2 separate regions of the Macaca mulatta genome follow, and region 1 is linked to region 2. Evidence: chromatin contacts called from public Hi-C data. All regions are on one chromosome and are shown on one strand. Each heading gives the region's core, a stretch centred on a gene start, on an enhancer-like site or on the middle of the called end of the contact. The rest is flanking DNA. Distances are from core to core; before and after follow the strand shown. Region 1 holds the start of OGA (O-GlcNAcase). Region 2 holds the start of NPM3 (nucleophosmin/nucleoplasmin 3).

What was found. Hi-C and Micro-C count contacts between places; a contact is called where the count stands out from the background.
Region 1: a contact with region 2 is called in a Hi-C map of liver, with 1.6 times the contacts expected there. The contact joins the promoter of OGA here to the promoter of NPM3 in region 2. A contact is called at or near these places in 4 of 14 Hi-C or Micro-C datasets (cortical neurons, fetal cortex germinal zone, fetal cortical plate and 1 more).

The regions. Positions count from the first base shown.
Region 1 is chr9:113,902,564-113,905,263 of T2T-MMU8v2.0, reverse strand. It overlaps OGA (O-GlcNAcase), which reads left to right and starts at 1,287. Exons shown (of 15, transcript XR_013398279.1): 1 at 1,287-1,906. LOC144331301 (a long non-coding RNA gene) reads right to left here and starts at 668. Exons shown (of 3, transcript XR_013398339.1): 1 at 488-668. It also overlaps a transcript of KCNIP2 not described here.
Region 2 is chr9:113,865,585-113,868,409 of T2T-MMU8v2.0, reverse strand. NPM3 (nucleophosmin/nucleoplasmin 3) reads left to right here and starts at 1,313. Exons shown (of 6, transcript NM_001194502.3): 1 at 1,313-1,447; 2 at 1,794-1,879; 3 at 2,121-2,240; 4 at 2,361-2,454. The coding sequence starts at 1,330. It overlaps OGA (O-GlcNAcase), which reads left to right. Exons shown (of 15, transcript XR_013398279.1): 15 at 1-294.

The DNA.
Region 1 (2,700 bases), core at 38-2,537, 37 kb before region 2:
AGGAGGTTCCTTAAGAAAATGCTTGGCCGGGCGCGGTGGCTCACGCCTGTAATCCTGGGCGACAGTGAAACTCCGTCTCAAAAAACAAACAAAAAACGCTTGCTCCTAACCCCCATCTCAACAATCCAGGATTGAAAAGAAGAGGGACCATGAAAGTCCCTGAAACTACAAGTTGGGCTATGGCTAGAGGAGGTAAATATCAGACTGAAGTGTAAGATGGACATTACTAAGTCTTAATCATCATTTCATGTTTATACCTCACAGGCTGAGACAGATTTCTCAAGCAACATAAACGTAAAGTGCATTAGGACAGGACTACAAGAGAGCTCTGAGAACATACAGCGAGGAGACCCAAACCCATCTAGGGCTCAGGGAAGGCTTCCCAAGGAAGCGATGCCCATGCTGAGGCCCAAGGGATCTCATGCCCCACTGCACACACCGCGCGCTCCCCATTCCCAAACGAGGCAGGCTTTTCATGCCTCCCTACCTTTGGACTCTGTTGTTCGTTCCACTTTCTTGGAGTACTGTCTTCCCTCCCCTCCTGCTCAGTAAAGCTAACTTCACATCCTTTATAATCCAGCTGAAAAGTGAAGCCATGCCCACGGCCTCTCCCCAAAGGAGGAGTGAGTATCACCTGTTCTGAGCTCCAAAGTTCTTGGGGACACCTTGTGGGAACTGCGTGTGTGGTGGCTTGTCTCCACCACCGTACTGTGAGCTCATAGTGTTCCTAGAGCCCAGCACCAGGCAAGCTCTATAGATGTCTACTGAATGAAGCAATGAACGAATGATTTCATTTGAAATGGGATTAGGGGAAAATGATTCAAGGCAGAGGGGTGAGCTGAGCTCCTTGGAATGGTGTCTTTACCGAACCAAGCCTGGGTCAGGCAGATGTAATGAGCCCACATATTACAAGAATCTCCATAAAAGTAGGTCAGTTCTTTCCTATCTCTTTAAGAACGAGAAGCTGCGGTTCCGCGCCTGCGCACTGAGAGAGTAAACACCTCTCCTTTTCACCTTCCCCCCTTCTCCCTATTGCCCCAACCGGCCGCAGCCTCCTCCCATACGCCCCTCCTTCGGGCCGGGTAATGGTCCGTTCCAGGGTGTCAGGCTTGTTCCGGAGGGTGGCAAGCAGAAATGGTACATTCCACTGCCTTCATTACCTTCTGCTTTTCGCGTCTCCTCTGTTCTATTTCCCCCTACCTAGAGGAGCTTAATAGGCTAGCCCCAAAAAAGGCGGGGGAGCCGGGCGGAGGGGACCGGTCTGAGCCGGTCTGCAGCGCAAGCGCAGTGCGGATAAACAGGAAGCCGGCGGTGGAGGCAGCAGCAGAGAGCTCGGGGCTTCGGGGGGAAACAGCAGAAGAACTGAGATTAACTGGAGGGCAGCAGAGGCTGAGAACGAGGACGGGAGCCTTGGCCGTCTTCTTCCAGCGAACGAGAAGTCACAGCCTCGCTCTCCGCTTAGGCTTCCGGCGCCCCAGCTTAAAGCTGAGGCTGCGGCTGACAAAGGGCTCGCGCCGGTGCCGCCGCCCTTTTCATCCGGGCATTCGGGTCCCTGCGGAAAGGGAGGGGGAAGGGCAGAGGGGGAGGGGAAGGAGCCGGAGGGGCGCACACTTGGAGCTGAAGCCCTCTCCAGGGCTCCGGGCCTGTGGCCCAACGGACGGAGGCCGAGGAGGACCCGCAGAGGTGGCGGCGGCCGGGGGCAGGAGGATGGTGCAGAAGGAGAGTCAAGCGACGCTGGAGGAGCGGGAGAGCGAGCTCAGCTCCAACCCTGCCGCCTCTGCGGGGGCATCGCTGGAGCCGCCGGCAGCTCCGGCACCCGGAGAAGACAACCCCGCCGGGGCTGGGGGAGCGGCGGTGGCTGGGGCTGCAGGAGGGGCTCGGCGGTTCCTGTGTGGCGTGGTGGAAGGTGAGCGCCCTCCTTCCCGCCCCGCCTTGGCACTGACACGTTCTGTCCTCGGGAGGAGGGTGGTGGCGGGGCTTTTGGAGGCTGTAGAAGTCTGGAAAGCCTTTGGGTCTGAAATGTGGCCCTGCTAAAGCGAGGGGGAGAGACGAGATGTTGGGCCGAATCTTCTCGCACGTCCTTAGACGGCGTCGAATTCCCCCCGGCCACTCACAAGTCTGACCCCACCCGTCTTGGGCTTGGAGCCAAGTCAGCTCATAAGGAGGCGGTGGTTAGGAGCCTGGTGCTCTGTTAGCCTCTGAGTTCTACTGTGTACCTTGGGATCTTATTCCCTAGAGTTGTCTGCGTTCCATTGAAAAAATGTGTATAGTTCCTCTGTCACCACCTTTTGTGGAAAATCGACCCACATTGACGTGCTTGTACTTCTGGAGTGAAGAGAAGCACGGTTGGCCTATAGTATTTCAAGTTCCACTTTGCTTAGAATATTTGTGTTGCTTCTCCCTACCCCCGCAAAGATTCATTTGCAACTTAGAAAATTACCCTCTTTCCCAGCTACTGTACTTTGCTGTCGAGGGATGAAGCTTTGGCTTTAATCACCGATTCTCAAAGTGTCTGAGATGCATAATTTGAATTTAGTGACCGCAGAAATGGCGTTAAAAATGCCCTTCTCCCCTTTTTTCCCGTTTACAGTCGAAAAGAATGATGGACTTTTTTGGTAGTGAGAGAAAATTACCAGATGTTTGTTTTCACAGTTTCTGGATAAGAATGGACAGATAGTCCACCTTGCAGCTCTATAGAGG
Region 2 (2,825 bases), core at 64-2,563:
AGGATTTCAGAGTTAACCTCATGGAATCAGGATGTTTTAGTAAGTTTACTTTTGGTTTTATCTTGGCTTTTAGTAATCATGTTGGCTGGTCTGGTCACAGGTAACTGTGAAACAGATGTCCTGGTCTTTGCTTTCATCACTCTAGGATCATGAAGTGCTATGCTGTTTCCTGGTTATGAATATTAAGGTTGGAATGACATTTTTATTGATTGTTTAGATCAGAGCTCAGTTCCTGTAGAAAACGAACTGTAAAAGACCATGCAAGAGGCAAAATAAAACTTGAAGTGAATGCTTGTCGTGTTGTATTGTGTGAATCTGTTTCCTGTCTGCGCCCTACCTTCTCTCCTCTTTCATGCCTCACCTACAAGCAGTATGCCTCCTCTCCACAGCTGTTCCAAGTTAGAGATTGGATCTTGAAGGCAGCCCTCCTACCTCCCATCACTTCCAGATTTTCCTTAGGGCAAGAGCTAAGAAAAGTAGACTGGTTCTTAGCCAAGCCACCCCACCCTCTTGCCACAGTTACAACCTGGGTGTGAAATAGGGCCTCTTGTTTGAGTTTTTGCTATCTATTGGGAAAAAGCACACAGTTGGCCTGATTCTTAAAAGGCGAAAGATGGCGCGAGTAGCGTAAACTGACAATCCAGGGCGCAAAGATAACTTCTGGCTGATTTGGAATTAAAAGCTCAAAACGCGTGGGTCGGCCAGGAACAGAACACACATGAACTAACTAGTTCTCTGCTAGCAGCTAAGGCTCAGTGAAGGCATAACAAGTTGCGGGGTCATTGGAGCAGGAAGAGTATCTAGGAGAGGCTTAGCCGAGAGGACACACATGTTAGGATGGAAATTCCTGAACTGAAAGTCTTTAGGCTCCTCGGCTCTCTTGAGGCAAAGACAATCTGAGTGCATTTCCTTTGCTTGTGGCGGAAAAGCACTGCCCTGAACCCCACCTTTGCTGGGAGGAGGAGTAAGAAGAGTTAACTTTTATATCTATACCTCCTTTAACGAAAGCTTACCCTGGGTTGGAAGAGTGGGAGACACTCCTCCAACACAGAGCGAGGAGCTTGGGGAAGTGGACACCCTCGTAGTCGTGGAAATGAACAAGGATGTTAACATAAATCCCAAATCCGTTCTTCTGTGATGTTTACTTCCTTTCTCTTCGGTCTTGATACAATACGAGCAGAAGCTGCGGGCTCCGGGTAGGGCTGTGGGGTCTCGGTGCCTTTTCTCTTTCGGGACTGAGCGTCTCCTTTAATGGGCGGGGCCGGAACTGGCCGAGGGTCCCCAGCTTTGTGCGTGTCGGGGGCGGAGTTTGGAGAAGGCCCTTGCAGCATGGCCGCCGGCACAGCAGCTGCCTTAGCGTTTTTGAGTCAGGAGAGCCGAACGCGGGCCGGGGGTGTCGGGGGCCTGCGGGTCCCAGCCCCAGTCACTATGGACAGTTTTTTCTTCGGTATTGGGGAAGGGAGAGGCTGAGGGTGGTACTGGGGCGGTAAGAGGTAGGGATGAGAGGCGGAATGCGGAGGGTTTCACGGCGTGGGTGTGGGCGGAGGGCTGCTTTGCTGTTCCTGGAGGAGAGGGGGCCTCGCACGCACAGCCGAAGGGGGCGGCGAGATCCCTGCCCCAGATGTGTTGGGCGGGGCCCACGGCCGAGCGCCCCAGGTGTTCTGAGAGAAGAGAAGGAGGTGGACGTGTAAATGGCTCGTCCGCCCAAGGTTACACGTGACCGCGGGTTGGTGACATCCCCCACCCCCAGCCCCGTACACACGCTCAGGCATACTCACTGTTATTTCTCCCAGGCTGTGAGCTCTCCGGCCACACCCGCTCCTTCACCTTTAAGGTAGAGGAAGAGGATGATGCGGAGCACGTGCTGGCACTAACCATGGTGAGGGGCGGGGGAGTGGGGTTTCAATAAATAAGCCCAGGCAAGCAATATATGTCTCTACCCAACCCCCGGACCCCCTTTACTTGGAGACACCTCCTCAGCCTAACCCCCCGACATGGGCGGCTCCCCTGGCCAGGTGAACCGGGACCTCTGAAGCTGGGCAGGTGCTAGGGTAGATGCCTTTACTTGTGGTGTCAGCCCTCGCTTGAGGAGACCCTGAGACCCTGTGTACCCTTGCCAGCTCTGCCTCACCGAGGGAGCCAAAGACGAGTGTAATGTGGTAGAAGTTGTGGCCCGGAACCATGACCATCAGGAGATCGCAGTCCCTGTGGCCAACCTCAAGCTGTCCTGCCAACCCATGGTGAGTTCCCCAGCTCTACCCTCGTGGTGGTGGTGGTGACGGGGTTGAGGACGTCAGTACTCATTACAGTGTGGGGTGGGCTAGGAGTGGGCCAGGCCTTCATCCTTGTCTTCCTCCCAGCTCAGTCTGGACGACTTCCAGCTCCAACCACCTGTAACCTTCCGCCTGAAGTCGGGCTCTGGCCCTGTGCGGATCACTGGGCGGCACCAGATTGGTGAGAGGAGGAAAGGGCCCTCTCCTTTGCTTCCAGTAGACTCTCCCATCAGGCTTCCCCCACTCCGCACTCCTGCCCCATCCCACCTTCATCTCCCAGTGCAGTCCTGTACAGGTCTGCGTGCCCTTCACGCTGTGCCCTGTGCATGACATGCCCTCTCCTTTCCGTCTACTCAAGCCTACCTCCTCCATGGAACATGGCCCAGCTTCTCCAGCTCCAGTGATGAAGACTCCTTTGGCTCTTTGTGACCCAGTTCAGGGTCTGAGGTTCTTCCCACTTAGCCCATAAGCACTGGGAGGTCAGGGTCCCTGCAAGCCTAGAACCACAGGGCATGAAGAAATGGATGCGGTGTGAAAGTGTCTGGTCTTAAC